Regions from separate parts of the Mus musculus genome. Here region 2 is linked to region 1. The links are chromatin contacts, called in public HiChIP or PLAC-seq maps. All regions are on one chromosome and are shown on one strand. Each heading gives the region's core, a stretch centred on a gene start, on an enhancer-like site or on the middle of the called end of the contact. The rest is flanking DNA. Distances are from core to core; before and after follow the strand shown. Region 1 overlaps Aff1 (AF4/FMR2 family, member 1). Region 2 overlaps Hsd17b11 (hydroxysteroid (17-beta) dehydrogenase 11).

Evidence for each region. HiChIP or PLAC-seq counts read pairs in DNA pulled down with a chosen protein or histone mark.
Region 2: a FOXA1 HiChIP or PLAC-seq map of pancreatic cancer cells shows a contact between it and region 1. The contact joins two enhancer-like sites. A contact is called at or near these places in 1 of 115 datasets of contacts at active chromatin or transcription factors (pancreatic cancer cells) and 1 of 9 other capture datasets (adipose tissue).

Annotation. Positions count from the first base shown.
Region 1 is chr5:103,772,174-103,778,715 of GRCm38.p6, reverse strand. The region is part of intron 1 of Aff1 (AF4/FMR2 family, member 1); the gene reads right to left. Among named protein-coding and RNA genes, the nearest start is that of Aff1, 21 kb to the right of the region's middle. Within about 2 kb of position 3,840, at least 209 of the 459 cell types and tissues checked have an H3K27ac peak or open chromatin away from gene starts, as enhancers often do. A contact at or near this core is called in pancreatic cancer cells, where this site is marked.
Region 2 is chr5:104,000,041-104,006,582 of GRCm38.p6, reverse strand. Hsd17b11 (hydroxysteroid (17-beta) dehydrogenase 11) reads left to right here. Exons shown (of 7, transcript NM_053262.3): 5 at 3,274-3,411. Among named protein-coding and RNA genes, the nearest start is that of Hsd17b11, 18 kb to the left of the region's middle. Within about 2 kb of position 3,367, at least 41 of the 459 cell types and tissues checked have an H3K27ac peak or open chromatin away from gene starts, as enhancers often do. A contact at or near this core is called in pancreatic cancer cells, where this site is marked.

The DNA.
Region 1 (6,542 bases), core at 2,591-5,090:
GGCTGCCTGTGAACAGCTGACTACCCATTTATCACCCCTGACTGCTCACTCCGTGTATGCCTTTCTCTCAAAGATGTCACCAGCTCCCTCTAGAATTAATGCTCAAAGTTTTAACTCTCCTTTGGAGAGTACGGGGGAGGAGTATCTTCTTTCACGCGTCTCTCCTTGTAGCCAGAGAAGGAGAAAGAAATCAACCCACTGGGTTCTGACTCACTGATTTAGCTCTTTGCCGTCCTGCCCTGACCATACAAAACAACTTATAAGACTCACGGCTTCCAGCCACCTTGCCTTACGAAATAGGGTCCCTGTGTCACAAGTGGATAGAAGTGAAGGAACGGGATCGGCGGCTTCTGTCACGTGACTTTAGAGCACTGGAAACGGTTCTGCCTGGCTTACATTTGTCTTCTGTCCTTTGTTTCCATTCCAAAAGCTTGGGAACTTTTTCTTTCTTTCTTTCTTTCTTTTTCTTTTTTTTTTTTTTAACACATTGGCTTTAGGAAAAACTGTCACTGCATTTTAAAATTACATTAGTTTGCCATTAAACTGTATCTCTCCCAATGTTGCTTACAGAGGACAGCTCCGTGTTTTGGAGACAAAAATAAATGTTTCCAAACACAAGAGACTACTCCCCCCCCCCAGTTCCATGTGTATGAAAAGAATGTGCAAGAGGCTTTCTCATAATAAAAATCACTCAGCTAAAACTTCCATTCTTAATACTGCTCCCTTAACCTAAAACACACTACAAACAACAAGCTGAATCGGGGGGGGGGGGGGGGGGGGACTTGGTCCCCCAAACACTCAAACTGACACTTAAAAAAGCAATCGGGGGCCCCTCCAGAAGACAACAATGATTCTATCAGCTGTATTCCTGGGGCTGATCATCTGTGTTAGGACCCCACACCCACCTTCACACAATTTAAATCAGCCTTGAAAACACTGCTCAGGGAACCTCCTGGCCACTCACTCTCCTCTGAGAGTAACTACACTCGATAAAGAAATTTAAATTCTTGTTACGCATCATAAAGTCTCTTTTTCCATTCTGAGGCAGTTTGCATACCTGAGATGCATGTTACAAGTTTTAGACTGATACCGGCTCTAAGGAAACACCATGTTAATTCACCTTGCAGAAGAACCTGGCACATACTTCTACATAGGTTCTAACACACTTTACACTCTGTTAGGTTTCCCAGGAGACTAGGGTGACGTGGTTGAGTGACAATGTGGTTCCTGGAGCATTCTGTGTATATTCAGCTCTGTGCCTGGCATGGTAGTGCACAGCTTCAATATCTTCACTTGGGAGGCAAAGGCAGGCAGATCTCTGTGAGGCCAGGCTAGCCTGGTCTGCGGAGCAAGCTCTAGAGGAACCAGGACTACCAAGAGACTCAGGTTCAAAAACAGTTTTGTTGGAACATTTGCTTCACAAAAAAGATATTCATATACTATTTTAGCGGAGTCTCTCTCTCTCTCTCTCTCTCTCTCTCTCTCTCTCTCACACACACACACACACACACACACACACAGGGCAAAACAAAATGGAGTAAAGAAATATTGTGATCATTATTTTGCAAAGCTCTAAACAGTAGATCAGCCCCAAACTGTAATTCTAGATCCCTGTGTATGAAGAAGCAAAAGCTCACAGCCTGCAGTAAAACAGAGAAAAACACGATCCAAAGTCCAAGTGCCAGGGCTGGTGTTTTATGACACACTGACCGTTTCTCCTTGGAATACATGCAGATATATTTAGAGGGAAGATCTTATTAATCTACAGGTAGAGAAGCCTAATCACCCGCCTTTTTGTTAAGCTGGCTTATGGTGATGCACTACCCAGCAGAAACGAGAGACACAGATAGAAGAAAGGCTAGGTGTTCCAATACACAGCAGACAAAGCCTTCCACACATATCAATAAAGGGGGATGGGATAGAGAACAGGGCTGGAGCAATGGCCAAGCAATTAAAAGCACTGCATTAACAGGCTGTAACTCTAGTTCCAAGGAATACCTTTGCTTCCCTTGACACTGGGCACACACAAGGTGCACAGGGATACATGCAGGCAAAACACCCAGACACATAATTAATATATAATATATAACATATAACTTGTAATATGTATGTATGTATGTATATTAGGGCTAGAGAGATGGCTCAGCAATTGAGAATGCCCAACGCAGAAGACCAAGGTTTAGTTCCCAGCACCTACATGGCAGTTCACAACATCTGACACTTCAGTTCTAGGAAGCTACTCAGTGCCTTCTTCTGACCTCTGTAGGCACCTGACATGCACCCATACACATAGAGGAAGATAAATAAATCACGCACACGCGCGCGTGGACACACACACACACACACACACACACACAAGGAAGACTACCATGCAAATAAGAACAATTGCAGAAGCCACACCAGTGAAAGGAGGTAACTTCTCGCCTCACAGGCTTGGCAATCTGTAGCTAGAGGTTAATAAAATGCTTTTTATTGTTATGTGAAATGTGAACAGATTAATGGAACTGAAAAGTTACAGAAAATTCTGTCTCTGTGATGGGTTGCCCCATAATATTTCTCTACCTGCTGCAAACTTTAGAGACATTACAAAGAACACCCCCTCCCTTGAAGATTAAAAACCTGCCATCTTGAACTAAGCGGTCTTGGCACATGCCTTTGATTCCATCAGAGGCAGGTGGATCTCTGAGTTCCAGAGGCCAGCCTTGTCTAAGGAGTTCCAGGACAGCAAGGGACACACAGTGAAACCCTATCTCAATAACAACAAAAAGAAGGAAGGAAGGAAGGAAGGAAGGAAGGAAGGAAGGAAGAAAGGAAGGAAGGAAAATCTGCCCCTGCCCTCCTAACACTCCCTTTCTCCATCAAAATGACATTGTTCATTCACTTAGGGGTGGACAGCACCGTTGGCTTCCCAGGAACAACCAGAACCCTGGCGCCACGTGACTATATCATTCTCCGCACTACTCAATTGCGCATGAAGGGCACAGTATCACAGGCCTAGAAGACAATGAGGCTGGCTAAACTTGGCCTCCTTACAGTCATGAGCTGAAAAAAGAGTCTGGCCTGTGGTCACAGCTAAGACAGAAGAATGTAGGCACGCGACCTTTGGGTCTATTATTTTTAAACACTTACTGCATTTAGTTCATCGCTTTTCATCTCTGGAGAAGCAAGTTAATAACGCTGGAACGCTGAACCCGATATGCAAGTGAGGTACTGTATGTACTTCGGCACTGGGGTGTAGAGCCAACCAGCTGCTCTCCTGGGCTCTCCACCTCCGAAGAGCTGCCTCCCAGATCTTTTAAACTCCTAAATCTGATCTTATTCATCACCCCCACACCCACCCACCCAGGCCCAAGCCTCCTACAGGGTTTGCAGCTGCAGAGGGAGGGCGGTGGCAGCAAACATGACCTCCTGTGAGAATCTGAGCACCCAGTCTCCCGGATCCTCACGTCACCTCTCCAAGCAGTGCTCAAGAGCCAGGAGGCAGGAGAGCTCAAGTCTAAGCTCTCTCCATTGTCATTATCAGGCTACATTCCCGTTGTGTGGACAGCTATCTAATCTAGACAGACTCTAGACGTGCCTAGGGTTGTCTTCTTATCCTAGAAGCTCTTGGAGGACACAGATCCCTCCTGAGGGAGCCATTCCTAGCACTGTGCTCACCCAAGTGCCACTTACCCCATCAGATCTGACTGAAGTGATTATATGCAGACACCCGTCAGCCACTAAGAATTCTGTAGAATTCTGCCGCTCTGGAAGATGACAAACCGTGATTCACTGTCTGATACCTAAAATGGATCTTGCCAGCAGATCGTTCTGCCCATGAAATGACTCAAAGCCTCAAGGATGCTGACATCATCCCTTCCCAGAGGCTCCAGGAGAGCCGCTGAGTAACTAACTCCATGTGCTCAGGGAACACTGGGAGGAAGTTAGCAGCTTACTTTACCACAACCGTGAATTCATCATAAAACTGTGCTGGACAGAGAGGGGAAGGGGGAAAAGATGTTTGGGTAAGATATGATAGCAAATATATACTTATTTTTAAATCAACAGACTGGGGATAATGTTTATGTGTTATGCTGGGGTAGAGAGAGTGATCTGCACAAAAGGACACTTGTCAGACATGAGGACCCTGGGAAGTCACATGTCGGTTGGAGGAGAGATCCCTGTGACCTCTCCTCAGACCTCCATTTGGTGCTGTGGCATGTGGCATGTGTAGACCTACACACTATACATGATGGATAGATAGATGGATGGATGGACGGACAGCAAACTGATAGAAAGACAGATGAATGTTATGTTTAGGGCTAAATGGACACTGGGCCTGGGCCTGGGCCTGGGGCTGTCTCTCTTCTTTCTCACTGCTATCTCACGGTCTAGAACTGCATGTGGCTCACCTCACAAGAGGCTCTCTAGCTCTGCACCATGCTTCATCTCTTTCAGTTACTATCCAAAGATAACTTATCCACGGTCACCTTATCTACTCGGGGATCCTGTAATTCTCAATCCAGCTCTAACTCCCTAGGCTACCCAGACACCGGGGAGGGCAAACTGCCACAAACCTGCTCTGTGCTTGGTTGAAAATGAGTTCGCTTCCATGAACACAACACATCTATTTTGAAAAGATGCACTTTCACGACATAATTTTGATAAAACAGGCAGTAGTAAACCATTCTTGTACTGTTTAATGCATCGGCTGATATTCAAGTACCAAACAGGAAAAAAGAAAACAAACAAACAAACAAACAAACAAATGTATTCCCAAATTCATTCAAATGATTCAAAATCATTCAACTCTGAACTAGATAGTGACTGGGTGACCAGATGAACATTTTTCCTCACAAGACATCATTCAGAAGCAAGTTAGTGTTATTGTTGTTTTAAAAATAGCTCTATAGTCCATAAGAAAAATTAAACATGCTAAACATTAAGCGGGGGTATTTTTTGGTTTTGTTTTGTTTTGTTTTTGAGACACGGTCACTTGATACAGTCCATCCTGGCCTTGAACTCCTTATATACACCAGGCTGGCCTTGAACTCACAGAGCTCTGATTGCCTCTGGGATACTGCCAAGCCTAAGTATTTTTAAAACTATCACTTGATAGTTAGTTCCAGATAACTACAAACATTAACAGCAAGCAGAAGGCAGTCCCTCCTGTACATCAGCACTGAACACACAGGAATTGGCAATCCAAAGGAAGAGTCCCTCCCAAAAAATGAACTTCCAGCACACATTCCAGAAAACCCATTGCATCTCGTCCAATAAGGAGACTGTGTGAAGTGAAGCCAGCTTACTAGCACAGCCTCAGCTGGGACAAAGGCTCAGCCCTGAGGCTTTGCTACCCAGCAGCAGGAAGCAACAGGAAAGACTGGCTCTTGGAAAATGAAAGGAAAAGCAGGGTCTGTGTATCGATAACAGTGGGGGAACAATGGGGTGGCATGGAAACGGTTGAGCTACAATTTGTTTCTCTGCGTCCCCAAGGATAAAACGTGAAGGAACACAGTATCATTATCAGCTTGCAGAGACCCACCAAAACAGCTTTCCATTGCTGACTGAGCAGCAGCAGCAGCAACAGCAGCAACAAAAAGTGACAGGGCTCCCATTGTACTCAAAAAAATTCAGTCAGGGGCAGAAAACTGGGGTCCTCCGTCCCCCTCAACAACACAAGCTCTTCCAGCAGAGACCAGGGTCAACTGAATTTTCAGAGTTAAACAGACTGCTGTGGGTAGGTACAAACACACTAAAAAGAGAAACTTTTAAGTTTTCCTTTGTTGCTGTTGGTTTTGTTTTGCTTTGCTTTGCTTTGCCTTGCTTTAAATCAGACTCTGGGCAAACACAGTGACAAAGCACAGGGCGCTCATCTTATTTGCATATTATACAAAGCAGAAAACAAACAAGAACTAATTGTCCATAAAGATGTTTTATAGGAACCTTCGGCATTTCTTTTCCTCTGCATCCTGACTGTATTTACCTCTCCCTTTAAAAATCTAAATTTGAGAACTAATTGTCCATAAAGACATTTTACAGGACCCTGGGCATCCTGACTGTATTTACCTCCTCCCCCTTTGGAAATCTAATTGCCCACGCCACACTTGTTCTCACAGAAAGTTCACTGTTGTAAATAGCAGAGCCAGTCTATTTCTTCTCAGTCCAAGTAGGAGGAAGAGCAACACTCTTCCAGGAGAAAGCTGGAAGCATGCACTGGTGCTTCCTATGGCCACAGCAACGATTACATGTTTCTAAATATTCTCATTTTCATCCTAACCCCGATCACCTCCCACCACCCGCTGTAATTGGCATCTCCTTAAAGCTAAACAGTGAGTTACTGTTTTCCTGGAGCAGTCTCCCTTCATTTAACCTCTGCTATGTGGTGCTGTGAGCTTTACACAGCTTGCTGGGATTCCTTGGGCTGGACTTTAGCCCAAACATCAACATTTACATGCAGAATATATCATCCTTCCCCAAGTACAAGCAGTGGGCTGTTCACTTGCATATGCACAATGGGTATTTATTAATCTCGACAAAGCATCCTACCTTTGTCACTGAGA
Region 2 (6,542 bases), core at 2,118-4,617, 230 kb before region 1:
AATACCATTCCTTACAGCCACACCGATGCATTATTGATGGCTCAGAGCTAAGCCCTGATGCTTGTAATCATGCCTTTCCTCCCTTAGACACTTGAGACTGTAAACTCTGAGTGGCTTTGTTTTGTTTTGTTTTGTTTTTTTTCATTTTGATTCACAAAAAAAAAAAAAACAAAAAACAAAAAAAAAATCAGAAAATAGAATTTAGTAAAAAACAAAAATTATTGATAATCTCACCAACCACAAATTAGCATGTTAAACATTTGGTACAACTTTTGGGACAACTTTTTTGGACACATAGCCATACTTGTAAGAAATAATCCATAGTGAGTCGTTGCCATGGTGGGTGGTACACACCTGTAATCTCAGGACGTGGGAGCTACAAGCAAGAAAATCAGGCTGTATGAGTTCAGAGCCTGTCTAGGCTGTATAGATACTTTCAAAAACAAGGGCCAGAGTCATAGAGTACTTGCCAAGTGTGTATAAGGTCCTAAGTTTAAAGAGAGGGGGAGGGTAAAGAGTGGGAGAATAAAAGAGAGGAAGAAAGAAAACCTATAGTTATCATGTATAGTGACACAAAGACAGGAAGATCACAAGTTCAAGACCAGCCTGGGCTGCATCAAAAGTTCAAGGCCAACATACAGGGCATAGTGAAACTTTGTCTTAAAACAAACAGAAAACCTACAAAACCCAACTACATTATAGTCTTGTATTTTGAATCTAAAACTATTAAGCTGTACATATTAATAATATATGCCAGCATCATTTTCAGTTCCTGTGACATGAGACTATGTATGTCACTACTCAATTATTGAGACTTTTGCATGATTCCCTCAGTTATTAGGAATACAAACCTCCAGACCCAGGTAGGGCTCAGGGCGAGTCTTTGGCTGGCTTCTTCCCTCCCTTGGTAAGGATTAGCCTCCAGCAGGTCAACTCACCTCTTTAAACCTCAAGTTCAGCAAGACCATCATTTCCCCCAAAGCGCCTTCACACAAGCAAGTTCTAGGCTCTGGGATCTCAACCAACTTGGATCTAATCACTGGATTTGGCAGCTTGGTGACTGTGGTGTGACCAGAACAGGGAGATCTAATGCTGCCCGTCACAGCCATTTTAAATGTTCTCCACTATTTACTTTCATGAGATTTCCCCCAACATTAATATCTGGAAGCCCAGTTGACAGTTTCTTGGTGCAAACATTTGCACATGACTCTCAATCACAGAGTAGGGCATGGTGAATTTGACTCCACTTTAACGAACTTCATGCTCTTGTCAAACTGTCTTCCAGAAATGAACAGTGTAACCCGGGCTCTGGAAAACAGGAAGCCGTAGTTAGTTTTTAGTTTTGTTTTATCTCACTTTTTAAAAAAGTTCAGATCCAGACTTTAAAGGTTGCTATGCTCAGTTATATATGATGAAATCTGCCTGTATGTTGAAAGACAAACTGAGAAAATACCAATTTTCATGTTATTTGACCATTACATATTAGAGGAAAATGCTACTATGTGTGTTAACAAGTGAGCATGTTTTTATGTCTGTCTCTGTTGGCATTTATCTTGTGGGCTTTCTTCTACTTTCCTTTAGTCTACCAAACTTTACTTTGCTTTTCGAACCTCAATTCCTGTTTCAGTAAACAACACTCATAATAACCTACATCTTAGAATCGTTGGGAGGCTTAAATAAAAATGAACCATCTGATTAACCGTGAGCAGGTTCTGTCCTACGCCAATGATTTTAGATGCCATCACTTTAGTTTCTGATGTTTGTCAGTGTACAGAAACTTTCCATGCTATTATTGAAACCAATAATATTTCATTTACAGCTTCAATGTATTTCTAAGCTTAAAAAAATGAAAAAGAGCCGGGCGGGGCACACACCTTTAATTCTGGCACTCTGGAGGCAGAAGCAGGAAGATCTCTGGTCTACAGAGTGAATTCCAGACAGCCAGGGCTACACAGAGAAACCCCATCTCAAACAAACATATCTATATATAGAAAAGAATACTTTCCACAATTTTATGTTTTTTAGAGTACAATGAGATTGGCAAGAATGTATAGACACTTTATCTAATTTCTAATTCATAAAGATTTAGAAACATAAAACTATCTGGTAATTAATATCACCAGACTATACACTCGAGTGACAGATTTTATGTTACATGTATCTTATGACTTTTTTTTAGTTAGTAATGTAAAATACCAGCAAATGACTGAATTATATACCTTCAGAAGGTGAACTGAGTTAATATGACTTAATATTTCAATAAAGCTCTTTTTAAATTTAGCTACCTAGAAAAATAAAAGTTCATCTAGAGTAGTTTCAGAATACTTCCAAGTGAAGAGGCTTTTGTAAGAATTGCTTTGCACTGTGATTCATTTATGACAAATATTTACTGAGTGCCCGCTAAGAGGCAAGCCCTGGGCAAGGCCTTGGAAACTCATTTGTGCCCAGGAGAGTCATAGAGATTATAATAAAAGTGTAAGCAAAGAGCTCGGGGGTTAGTCAGTCAGTAAAGTGCTGGGCTGGCCACACATAGGGACTGAGTTCAAATCCCCCCAAACCTAGCAACATATGCCTATGACCCAGCAATCTCAGGGCAGAGAAAGAACTATCCCTGGGGCTTCCTGGCCAGGCAGCGTAGCCAGTGGGCAAGCTTCAGGTTCAGTGAGAGACCCTGTCTCCAAAAATAAAATGAAGGCATTAATGGAAAACACCAATCTTAAAATCTTATCTTTACCCAAATACATACATACTACACCCCCACCACACACTGACACACCCACACACCCACAGGCACACGCATGCATTACAAATCTGAAATATTCTATCCGAGAAAACTTAAGAGTATTGTGTAATGAAGGTGGGGTTGGGGGTAAGATAGGACTCTGAGGAACTAAGCTGTGACTTAGAGAAGAACGGATGTGTACAGAAGAACTTCCGCTTGCATTCCACCACCATTTTAGAATAACTAATAAACAGATTACGGCGACGCTGGATTTTCTGGAAACAGCAACAATCAAAGCAAACACTCCGTAGGTTTCAGGTCTTCTCTTCAGTGCACAGAAATCCACCTGGTTAAGGACTCAACACGTAGGAAATGTTCTGTGCCGCGTGCTTGAAGTTTTCGTGTACTTAGGAATGAAGCTCTGCCCGCCAAAGCTACACCAGGCCTGTGATTCAGGGCTCCCCCCATCCCCCACGCTGCTGGTGGGAGGAGCTCACCTAACTGCAGCACCCCACTATTCTTGCATTCATTTGTGAACTCCTTCCTTTCAGCTCCAGCAAGTTTGCTGCCGTTGGCTTCCACAGAGCCTTGACTGATGAGCTGGCTGCCTTGGGACGAACAGGAGTGCGAACATCGTGCCTCTGCCCCAACTTCATAAACACCGGCTTCATCAAGAACCCAAGCACCAAGTAAGCTGGCCCAGGGTGAGACCAGAGTAAGCTGGGAGCACAGGTGCTTGCAGGGATTTCGCTCTGTGGACTTCCTAAAGAGATTAATCCCTGAACCGCCTGATACCTGATGCTTTCAGGTCCTGATGCTTGTGGGAAAACAGGTGGGGAAACAAGGAGAGAAAGACCGGAGGTCACAGCTGTAAATGCAGACCTGAATGACAGGGTAACGACAACGACTGGTTAATCTTTCCTTTGTTCCTTCAACCCCGATCAGCAGTTTCAGACTCACATACACATTTTTTGTCTCCTGGAGTGCTTGGGACAAAATCTGGGCTCCTGAACCCCAGCGATGATTTACATTGCTTGGTTGGGGTAGGGTAGTGGTGAGGAGGAGGGCGCCTGGATCCCTGGTCAAAAGCCACGTGGGGTGATTCCGGTGATGCTGTGTGGCTGTTCCGCCACAGTGCCCCTCCAGCAGGACAGCACCAGCTTACAGTTTACCAGAGGGTATCAGCTCCTTGCTGTTTACCTTTTAAACACCGCCAACTCCCGAGGTGGAGAGTCTTTGTATGCATAGTAATCATTAGCTCACACAACTGCTGTGGGCGCTTGTCAGTCTCATGGTATCTGCTTACTTGTCTAGGAAGCCTCAGAATTTTAAAGCAAATATCGAATAGCCCTTCCTGTGCCTGAGACCCCCTTTACATGTCCCATTGGCTGCATGAAGTTTTCCCAAGTGCTCCCCCACGGCCATTAAGTTCTGTGAGGTGTTAGGTCTCTCTCCTTCTACACTTAATCTACCCATATCAGCCAGGAAAAGACCAAACGTAACATTTGAAACAGTGTGTACAGAATGTATAACCATTGTAGAGATAAAAGATCACGCTTAAGCCATGAACCATCGAAGTCTGATAGTAGTATAAGATTTTTTCTCTTTAGTTTTTCCATTGGTGTGTAGTCATTGTTCATGGTATTATATTAAATAATATATAATATTTTCTTTCTTTTAAAAAATTTTTTAACCTAGGAACCTCTGTCTTGTTTCTTTAATCATTTTGAAACCACTAAGTTTTTACAAAGCAATATGCAAGTGATAGTGAGCTAGTAACATTTTACAAAAATTTGTACACTTCTACAGTCTACGCTAATAACAGATTGCCACAAAGCTAGAAATGTAAAATTCATCATGGTGATTTACAGTGTGGTTAGAAGTTACTAAGGAAACCTTGCATTGTCAGTCAATGGATTCCAACACAGAAAATCAAAGAACCTCCCTGTCTTCTAGTTACTAAGAGAATTGTGTGTGATGCTAAGAATCCTGAAGTATATATTTACAGGAAAATGGCTGATAAGAATCAATAGCATCGAGTCAAATCAACTAGGTTTCCTAATAAAATCATAGCTCTGATGTCTACCTTACAGAGGGAATTTGTGATGTTATTAATAAATATAGACACATGTTTTGTTTTGTTTTGTTTTTCGAGACAGGGTTTCTCTGTGTAGCCCTGGCTGTCCTGGAACTCACTTTGTAGACCAGGCTGTCCTCGAATTCAGAAATCCTCCTGCCTCTGTCTCCCAAGTGCTGGGATCAAAGGTGTGCGCCACCACTGCCCGGCTGACACATTTTTACAGGATGTTAAAAAATACATAAGAATAATGTATTCATTGTTACTACTTGAATTTGTAACAGACACTTTACATTTCCTGTGTCTCTCTGTCTGTCTCTGTCTCTATCTGTCGTCTCTGTCTACCTCTGTGTCTCTGTCTTTCTGTGTCTCTGTCTCTCTCTCTGTCTCTGTCTCTATCTGTCTCTTTGTGTCTCTGTTTGTCTCTGTCTATCTCTCTCTCTCTCTGTCTCTGTCTTCTCCCCTTCTCCTGGCTTTTTACAGTTTTCCTGGGTTCCAGGGATGGAACTCACATCACCATACCTGCACAGCAAGCCCTTCACTGCCTGAGTCATCTCTCTGGCCCTTGCTTGTACTTTCATCGTGCCTTATGCACATACACAATTGTATGCATCTATCTACATCCTGGGGACTCACAGATGAGTGAGAGCACATTTGTCTTTCTGAGACTGGCTCAATTCACATTTCCCTGTAAACACTGCAACTTGGTCTTTACGGCTGAGAACATTTCAGTGTGCATATACCATACCTTCGTTAACACACACACACACACACACACACACACACACACACACACGTTGCTGGATGCCTAAGTTGGTTCTATCCCTTAGCTCCGGTAAGTAGAGCTGTGATAAACATTGCCACGTGTCATCTTAGGAGTAGTCTAGCTGGGTCTTATGGTAGATCACCATGCCAAGCGTCTGTCTTCTCCTGTACATTCTCACCAGCGCCTGTGTGAGGAGAGGAGGAGCTTGAATTTGCATTCTGAATGACTGACAGGACCTCACCTGAGCTCTGAGTTGTTTTTGAAACTCAGCCAATCCGACTGGGGGAGGCGGGAACCTCAGTGTAGCTGGTGTGCATCTCTCTGATGGCTGCTGAAACTGAGCAATTATTTTTTTCATGTTTATTGGCCATTTGACTTCTATCTTTTCAGAAATATCTCTTCTTTAACCCATTTATTGCATGGACTTGGTATCTTGAAATTTTAGTTTTTTAAGTTCTTTGTACCGTCTAGATATTAGTCTTCTGTCGGATGTACAGCAAGCTAGGATTGTGTCCCATTCCTCAGCCACCATCTGTCTTTACTTGGTAACTTTTCTGGGCAGAAGTTCTTAGTGTCACAAGACCTCACCCCAAAAGAATCTATGTTAAGCTACAATTTTGTTAGAAAATAAAAGTAAGACTAAACCTAGGTTTTCTAGCACCACCCATGATCCCAGCACTCTGGAGGCTAAATTTCACACCAGCATAGGCAACAAAGTAAGATCTGTCTCCAACAACAACAGAAGAAACACACAACAAAAGGCAAGACAATCTGTTCAGAAAGCCAGTTCTTAACTCTGTCTGTATGAACTATGAAGCCCTAACTTAACCCTGAAGAAACGACAGGTCAGGCTGGAGTTGGGGAGCAGCCATACCAAAATACCCCTTGCTGCTTCCTCTCTGTCTCAGGATTTAGATGCTGAAATAGCATATTGGCATTCGTTTTTAAAAAATAAAATAAAATAAAAAACAGGTGAT